Linked DNA regions of Zea mays: region 1 is linked to region 2. The links are chromatin contacts, called in public Hi-C maps. All regions are on one chromosome and are shown on one strand. The core of a region is the stretch at or near the end of the contact, and the rest is flanking DNA. Distances in the headings are between cores, read along the strand shown.

Evidence for each region. A called contact is a pair of places that touch in the nucleus more often than the background predicts.
Region 1: a Hi-C map of ear shows a contact between it and region 2, with 2.9 times the contacts expected there. The contact joins the promoter of LOC100384166 here to the promoter of LOC100278785 in region 2. A contact is called at or near these places in 2 of 25 Hi-C or Micro-C datasets (ear and tassel).

What each region holds. Positions count from the first base shown.
Region 1 is chr7:96,235,414-96,239,956 of Zm-B73-REFERENCE-NAM-5.0, forward strand. It overlaps LOC100384166, which reads left to right and starts at 1,373. Exons shown (of 4, transcript NM_001176744.1): 1 at 1,373-1,461; 2 at 2,234-2,320; 3 at 3,822-4,139. The coding sequence starts at 2,309. It also overlaps the pseudogene LOC100279600.
Region 2 is chr7:96,054,899-96,059,727 of Zm-B73-REFERENCE-NAM-5.0, forward strand. LOC100278785 reads right to left here and starts at 2,499. Exons shown (of 6, transcript NM_001151949.1): 1 at 2,256-2,499; 2 at 2,062-2,162; 3 at 1,638-1,812; 4 at 491-1,432. The coding sequence starts at 2,402.

The DNA of each region.
Region 1 (4,543 bases), core at 123-2,622, 180 kb after region 2:
CCCAGCCTTGCCGCCGACGCTTTCGTCCAGTGCAGGAATGGGTCGGTGACGAGCAGGCTCGCTGGCGGCTGCATCTCAGCGAGGGATGCGTCGAGCTGTGGCTGGAGCAGGGACGTTGCGTCGGCGAAGACGGCAAAGGAGACCAGGGACGTGAGCCCCTCGGCGCTCTCGACGCCCGGAGGGATGCCCGCGATGTCGGTCGGGAAGGTGAGCTCGACGACGGCCGCGTCCGCACCGGACAGCCCCTCCAGGACGAAGCCTGCGTTGCCGGCGGTGGTAAAGAAGGTGATGGTGGCAAGGCCGTAGCGGTGGAGGTAGTGGGCGAGGTGGATGAGCGGGATGGTGTGGCCCTTGGCGAGGAACGGGAATATGGCGATGTGAGGGAGCGTGTGGGTCTCAGCCTCTGGAGACGAAGAGACTGCAGTCTGCAGCCATTACTAACGCAGAAACGCGACAGGATGGTCACAAACTCACAAAGTCACAATGCTTTTGCTCTTGCAAGCTAGCTGAGTCAGGTGCGTTACTTTATACCCGGTGCAAGTCGATAATGTAGCTTACAAGTGCTCTTGTAAGCTGACTCAAGTTGTACTAATTTAACTCATCCGTGGTCCCAGGATGCCACTAAGAAAGAACTGGAAGTAAATAATTCGAATGGTAGCCAGTCAATAAAATGCGCTAACAATGCAAATAATTGAACGAACATATTGGAGATTTGGTTTCATAAGGAAAAAACACATTCGGAAGTTTTGACTTGGGAGCATAAATATGGATATCGTATCTTTTTTTGAATATAGAAATATAGGAGATGTTTGGTACTGCTCTGCTCCAAGTCCAGTTCCAACGTGGAGCTGTGTAGATTATAATACTCCCCCATCCTAAAATGTAGTTCTTTCTAGCCCTCTTTTTATCCATTCACATTCGAATAAATGATAATGAATATAGACATACATAGAAACTATATTCATAGGCAGGGGCGAAGCCAGCATTTAAGATTGAGAGGGACAAATTAGATTGAGGGGGGCTGTTAAGAGGTATTTTACATTATTTATATGGTGATTAACTAAAAAAATTAGTAGCTTCTATGGAATTTGTAGAAGATTAGGGGGGACATTGCCCCCCTGTGCCCCTCCCTAGAATCGCCCCTGTTCATAGGTTAAACGATGAATCCGTGTTTAGTCTAAGGGGCTGTTTGGCTCCCAAGAATTGGTTTGAATTGAATCACTTTCCAAGAATTGGTCTGTTTGGCTGTCTGTGGAATTGAATTGATCATTTCTACCTAATTCTAATCCCTGCAAATATGGCCTCCTCTCAATTCAGACCCTCCACCATCAGAAAAGGCTAGAAAGGCAACTAGGGTTTGCTACGTCGCCCACCATCTCCACCCAGGACCGCCGCCCTCATCCGTCTCCCCCGTCTTCCTCGCCCTCGTCTACCTCGTGCTCGTCGGAAAAAGCAGCTCAGGTGAGTCATCTACCTCGCCCTCATCCATCTCGTGTCTTCCTCAGCCTCTTCCTCTGCTCATCCCGACGATTTGGAGGTCGCGATCTGGAGGTGTATCTATCAAGGGGATTCCCAAGATCGCGTAGGATCTGCAGCTCAGGAGCGCGCGGGCGTCGGGGAAGTAGCGGTAGGATCTGCAGCCGGACGGGACGGGGCCTGAAGGTCCAGCGCCGCTCTAGACCTCGCGTGGTTGAAGTCGAAGCACCAGTGGCCTCTCCTTGGTTTCACTCTCCTCGCGTAGGATCTGCTACCAGGAACGCCCGTGAAGCGAGCGCTGCTGCCAGCGATGTCAGAGAAGCGAGCACTTGTTCTTGCGGCTACCTGCTTGAGATGTGACCAGAATCCATTGATATAGTGTACTCGGTGCATGGCAGCTACCTGCTTCCTCACTTGTTAGTCTTAGCATCTTCAATTAACTAGCTATTGCATTATATTGTTGGCAAAACTAGTACTCTGCTCCATGAGGTTCCCAGACTATTTTAAACAGAATTTTATGATTATTGCAGATTACTGTTTTGAACAGAATTTTATGATTATTGCGGCAGCTGTCGACCAGTACTGATCACAAGTTTCATCACAAAGTGAAAGCATTATTTTGTTACATTAGCAGAGACCCTGTTGTTATTACAAAGTGAAAGCATTGTGAAGTAGCTCGTAGTCATTATAGATGACATGATTCCAAAATCCTTGTTCTCACTTATAGAAGAATATTATTTTGTTTTTGTTTTTGCAGTTTCATCACAAGTTTGTTTTGGGATCTTTCGCCTCAAGTTTCATCTAGCTACCTTCAACAAATCCTTCAATCTCCATGGCTACATCGGTACTTCTCCTATTCCACCTTATGCCACTACTAGTAGTGTTTTTATTCTTGAGTAGAGCATTTTGCTTTCAACTAGCATGTCTAATTGCATATAAATTACATATTCTAGATATCAAATCAATATACTAACGAGGAGGAAATTAAAAGGAAGAGAAAGAAGCGAAAGAGAGTTGTTGTATTAGCTGTGTCTATTATGGCTATAATTGCAAATCGGTATCAACGGAGGAGACCTAGACACATCATAGATGCTAACGAAGTTCAAGAGAGAAATGTCGAGTGCAGAAAACAAATGCTATGTAATATGTACCAGGGTTCAAATGTCTATTGCTATGACAGTTTGCGCCTAACTAAGAGATCTTTTAGTGACTTGAGTGCCATCTTACGGGAAAAGAGTGGCCTACAGGATACCCTAAATGTGTCGGTAGAAGAAAAGCTTACAATTTTTCTGCTTATAGTAGGTCATAACACCAAAATGAGGTTGATCCGTAGCACTTATGGGTGGTCCCTTGAACCAATCAGTCGACACTTCAACGAAGTGCTTAGAGGGATTCTATCTTTAAGTCATGAGTTCATCAAGCTTCCTAATCCAGAAACCACTCTACCTGAGGATCCAAAGTGGAAATGGTTTGAGGACTGCCTAGGTGCACTAGATGGCACACATATCGATGTGAATGTTCCATTGACTGACCAAGGTAGGTACAGAAATAGGAAGCAACAAATCACCACTAATGTATTAGGGGTTTGTGATCGACAAATGAAGTTTTTGTATGTCTTGGCTGGATGGGAAGGGTCGGCTTCGGATTCACGCATACTACGTGATGCCATGTCATGGGAGGACTCATTTGTTGTTCCTAGTGGTAAATACTATCTAGTGGATGCTGGATATACAAATGGTCCGGGATTTCTTGCCCCGTACCGATCTACACGGTACCACTTGAATGAATGGGCTATTCAAGGCAACAATCCATCTACTGCGAGAGAGTTATTCAACCTACGCCATGCAACAGCTAGGAATGTGATAGAGAGAACTTTTGGGCTATTGAAGATGAGATGGGCAATCTTGAGGACCAGCTCATATTTTGATTTAGAAAACCAGGTATAACATAGTAGGTCTTCAATTAAAATTCAATCGTTAGTTTTAAAATTGTGTATTGACTTAGCCATATTATTCTATGCAGATTAGGATCATCCATGCTTGCTGCATATTGCATAATTTTTTAAGGGATAGACAAAGAGATATGGATGATATTCTAATACATGAAGTTGATAGTCTCATCTCTGCTGCTCCTGCTGAAAATCAAGGAGAAATGAGTATGATTACGCATGTTCAATCAACTAATGAGTGGGGTTATTTTAGAGACACCAAAGCTAGTGAAATGTTTGTTGATTATCAAGCGAGGCGTGGTCAAAGCTCATAGTTGTATGCTTCTATTTTCTATGTCTTTGTCATTTATGAATTTTTGTGTTTGTATTTTTTATATGTGTGGTTCTTTGATTGTAGGACAAGAAAACAAGGGGCTATGTTCCTTGGAATGATGAGATGGATAAGGTACTCCTTGATACATTTGTGGACTATTACAATAAAGGTGATAGATGTCAGAATGGGTGGAAGTCTCATGTATACACAGCTGCTGTGAAGAATGTTTGTGAGAAGTGTAATGTCACCATTACAAAGGAAAATATTAGCTCTCGCAGCAAGACCTTTGATAAGCACTACAATATCATTAATGGTTTGTTGTCCACTAGTGGTTTTGGATGGGATTGGGAGAAGAACAAGCTCAAAGTTGATAGTGACACTGTATGGGATGAGTACGTTGAGGTAAGAAAATTTTTGTTGTTCATTACTCATTAGTTTATTATTTGCAGTTCATGAACTTTAGGAAAGATGCTAAGCTCTTATCGTGTCAAATTGGAGTTTGACCTTGTTTACATAGAAGATTATTCAATCTGTATTTTCATAGTTAATTGGAGTCACTAAATCTTCTATATAAATGTCTTGTATTCTTACTGTTTTGTGTGAGCAGATTTCTATATAAATAGCTTCATAATTACAGCATATTAATGATGATGAAGGATGTGTTGGTCCTGATGCATGCGAATATTACATGTGTGCTGTTTATTCCATACAGTGTCAAAACAGCAAACCATTTTTTAGTGGTTTGCTTTGAATATTACACAGCTGCTGTTTTAGTGGCGTAATACACAGCTGCTGTTTCCTTTGAA
Region 2 (4,829 bases), core at 1,249-3,748:
CACAATCTTCCCGTGCTGCTCAGCATGTCTGCTAAAGTTTTATAGGAAGTAAGATTACAAAACATAACAGAAAGAAGCCCTGATATTGTTTTATATAAAAATAACCACATGAAAAAATAATTCTTCAATGATTTATTAACATGAAGAATTATGGTTCATTCACCATTAGTCTTCTTCAAAGGCTTACCAAAAGTTAATACTTGTAGGAATAATACATTACCCTTAGACATCAGTTAACCACCCAACTCATCTTTACAGATTACCATTCAGGGAACTAAAGGTGTAGAAACAGGATATTATGCATTGTGTAAACCCACAACAATGAATGGCAATTGGCAATATGCACATAATAATAGATAATAAAAAGTAGTGTGATCAGAGTGAAGGGTGAACCACAGGCCAAAAAGAGTATCAGGGTATCAAAAGAATATTAATTAAATCAGAATAACTGTTGTTAACTGATTTATTCAAGGTGTAAAATTAAACCTACATTTTCATGAGAAGTCAGATCCACAGTGCATGTAGCCCCTTGATTAACCATCTGTTTACTGGATGCTTCCTGCTTGATCTTTTTCAGCTTGTGGCCTCTATTCATTAGTCCACCACTTGGCATTCCAAGAATTTTGCCACTTCGTAATCTCCTGTCAGTACTGTCAGCTCCAATCTTTGGAGTCATCCCTTCAGTTGATAGTTCTAATGCATCTGTAGTCCAAAGGTTCACTGAATCTTTCCCAAATTTTGGAATTCCTGGTGCACCTAGTTGAGAGGATGTACAGTTAATAGAAAGAGTAACCATTCCATGCTCACTTGAACAGCTGTGCTTTTTCTCTTGCTGAATACCAACGTCTTCCTCAGCCTGACCACAACCTACTGTGCTCCTGTAACTTTCATTCACAACTGACATAATTTTGGATGGTACAATTCTGTTGCCGTCTACTTTTGAGTTGGGGCTGATGGAACTTATACTTTGCTTAACTGAAACAGAACTCATGGAGCGATTAACTAACTCTTGTTTACATGCATCTATTTGCATACTTTCATGTTGATCACTTTCTTGTCTATTATTACACGCTTCTGCAGGTGGTGTCCAAGGTTTCTCAGACATGTCCATCCCGAGGCCATATAATCCCCAAGATACAGTTATGTTTCCTGCATTATCATCTGGTAAGTTTGAAAGGGTTTGGGTAGTAAGTCCATTTCTGCTGCCAGTACACACTACAGATGTGTAAGAATCATTCTCTGTGAAAGAATATCTGTTAGAATTGGAAAAACTGTCACTTAAGAACTTCTCCATGTAATATCCAACTGAATGACTTGGTGCACTAGCAGTTGTTTCTGATGGTGACAGTGCATGTTTATTATCGGGCACCATCTTTGGATTAACAAGCCTGTGCCATTGAATTGGAAAGCCAAACTCAAAGCATTCACACACCTACAAAAAGTCATGGATATATATACAGATGAGAATTTGCTGGTCATCTTCTAAGGCACTAGAAATTAAATTACCTAGGATCAGCTGGGTATCTAAAGGATTAATGAAAAAGAATATAATGAATTGGTGCACAGGATTGTCCATTATTTTACTAGCAATGCGCCTTCCAAAATTCCAGTCCCTGGAGACCAATCATAGCAATTACCTCTTCAGAAAATCCATTGTTACGTGTTTTGGGAATATTCAAGAGACAGCCTATCCGTATGAGGTAACCATCCTCGGACATAATTCTGAAGTGATCATGGCGCCTAACAATAGCAGATGATCTGAACACTCGGCCTGCCACTTTCCTGCTTCCCTTTGAGGACGATGCTTCTCTCCTGTTTGCATAGTAGGCTACAGCACCGTGAGATTAATTGTGGAGTACCGATGGAAATCTTTTGGCATTCCCTTGCTACCATTGAATTTCTCAAATTGCCAAAGAAAATATCATATTTACCGATCTACTAAATTTCTTAATTGAGGAAAAGAAAGCTATCAAAATTTTCCAAACAGGATGTACAACTAAAGCACATTTGGGAGGGTAATTGGGAAAACGAAATCGATAAATGGAACCGCGGAGGAGATGCCTCGTTTGCGGGCTCGTTTGCGGGGTGTAGGTGGTTCCAGCGACGCGGATCTTGCCCTCCTCGCCCTCCACCCTCTCCAAACACCAATCGACGAGCGCAATCTAAAAGAAGCAGCGAAGGAACACATCAGTCGATAAGACCGCACAGCGCGCAAAGACGAAAAATGAGAGACAGGACGGGTGAGAGGCGCGTACGCTTCTCCGCGTGACGCGGGGGACGGACTGAGCGGAGAGCGTCGCCAGGGTCCGGGGGCTTCCGCCGGTGAAGACGGGCGCGGTCTGGAACGGCGCCGGGGTCTGGGAGGTTCCGCCGATGGAGCTCGGCTGAGGCTGGGACGGCATTCCGGTGAGCGAGAGTAGACGGCGGCGCCGCGCGGCAAGAAAGGAGAGTAGACGGCGGCGCTGGCGCGCTGCCTACGAGAACGACGAGTTATTTTAGGGCTCCACATTTTGCCAAACTTTTATTTAATTCAAACGACTAATTTTTAGAAAAAAGTAGGGAAATTTAGATCCATACCATTAAAAGATCACCACTTTGGATCCATACCATTACTATCTCACTTACATGTGGGTCCACATGAGTCAATGACATGTGGGGTCCATGGTATATATCTAAAGTTTGGATCTTTTAATGGTATAGATCCAATTGTTCCAAAAAAGTATGGTACAATTAGCTACAAATTAAACAGGTATGTGGTCTGTTGAGTTGCTGATACGTTTGATTGCGGGACAGTTAGGACAGAGACGTCTCATGGCGTCCTCTCTCGCTCCTCCAATTTTAAGGGACAACGAGGAACAACACTGGGATAGTCTTGTCCCAACCCTTACCCAGAACTAAACAACCTAATTTGAGGGATGGTCACATCTCATCCTGTCCTGTCATTGAAACCAAACGCATCCTAAAGTCTATACCTGCTTTTGTACTGCATCTACATTGTTTTATCTCTATAAATTACAGCTATAACAGTCCGAATAGCTAACTTTAATTTGAAGCGAACAATTTGAATAGCTACCTTCTATAATAAAACACGATTTCCTCTTATTTCACATATTTTTATTTTCTTTTCCTATTTTCTACCGATATTTTTACTCTTAATACTCATATTAAATTTCAACTTTTTAAACTAATTCTCACATCTCTCTCTATCTCTCTCCTATTTCATTTAGCTTAAGTTAAGACAAATATTAAAATGCTTATGTTAAGTTTGATTTATAAATTTCAATCTAAAACACGAAAAAAAATTCTTACAATTTTAAAAATCGAAATAGCTAAATTTAAAAAATTAATTAAACTAAATTAAAATTTAAAGAAGACATGACCTAAAGAGATAAAGATATTGTTGGGTACCGACACAAGGTCAGGTGGGCTCGAACATTCAGAGACAGAGACAATGAACACGAGAGAGTGACAAGACGTTAGGTGAGAAATATAGCGTCTCGTTCTGCGTTTCTTATCCCGCTATAGAACGGGGGTATTTATAGGGCCGTTCGAAGGTAGGTGGCCCAAAGTATTGTCATACCCCCCAGCCACAAACTATATCCGAGAAATATTCCACGTAACGGAGTTATTAAAGCACCGTGCTTTCGGCAGACGGCACACACCAAATAATGCACTAGTGAGCTACACTGGCAGGTGGGCCTCTAGAAGCATCTCCTGGTGCACTAATGACGTGTTAATCAATGTGTAGCCTTCGTCGCCATCCTTGGAGCCTTCGCGCCCTTGTGCCTGTCGCTCAGCTTGGGCGCATGAGCAACAATGAGGACTCTGAAGCGATGTCGTAGCGAAGGCCTCGGTCGCTCTGAGGCCTCGGCCTAGCACTATCCCTTGTTATGGTTGCTCAATGGGTCGAAGGTCCCTTCACTCGCAGTCTTGTGTAACTGGTTAGCTAAAAACGAAAGGTAAGCCTTCGCTTTATGATCGAGGTCATGTTGGGCAATAGTAGCATCCTGAGGGAGTAGTTCATCCTGATGGGTCATTCCTGAAGTCTCTTGGTTTAGAAGGTGACGAACGCTGCCCTCGATCATTTGGTGAACAGTCTCGAGGGGGCTGGAAGTGACCATTGAGAAATTATATTATGTCACTGTTGGCCATTGGGGCTTGGCTATAAATTTTGAGTCTACTAGGGGGGACCGGGTTATCGTTTGTCACTTTCTAGTCCACAACAACTCGTTGGCCGTGTCTCTCAGCATCTGTTGTTTTCTCGTCGACGACGCTGCGCCACTAGCGGTGAACGCAACGCCGAGTTCTGTCGAGCTAGCTCGCTTGAAGATCGTCAGTCTCCACCGTCCTCGGTACGCTACCATGCTTCCTCCTCCAAGTGGCAGTAGTGCGGCGGCAGCGGCGCTGCCATCGTTGAGCAGCGGGGGCGCCGGTGCTACTCCATCGGGCCCTGCATCGTCTTCTAGTAGGGCTAGTCGTTCTTCTAGTAGCGGCGACGACCATGTTTGCTGAAGGCCCATCTGCTGAGGTCTTCATGAAGCATTATTGTTTGCATTGGCAGAAGAAGACTATAGGCGGTTTGGTTGATCAATTTGGGAGTTACACGTTTATCCTGAAGATAGGGAAAACTAAGGAGAAGGTTGTTGAGTTAGCCCCCTATGCAAATAATAAGTGGGGAGTGTGGACTGAAAAGTGGTTTTTATGTATGTTGTCCAGAGGGTGAAGGATGGCCTCGGTCGAGCGTCGTGTCTCCGTTTTAGTTTGAGGCCTTCCCTTGTTTTTGTTGTTGCTAGAGAAGGATTGTGGTGATCATGCCTTCAGTTTCGCTG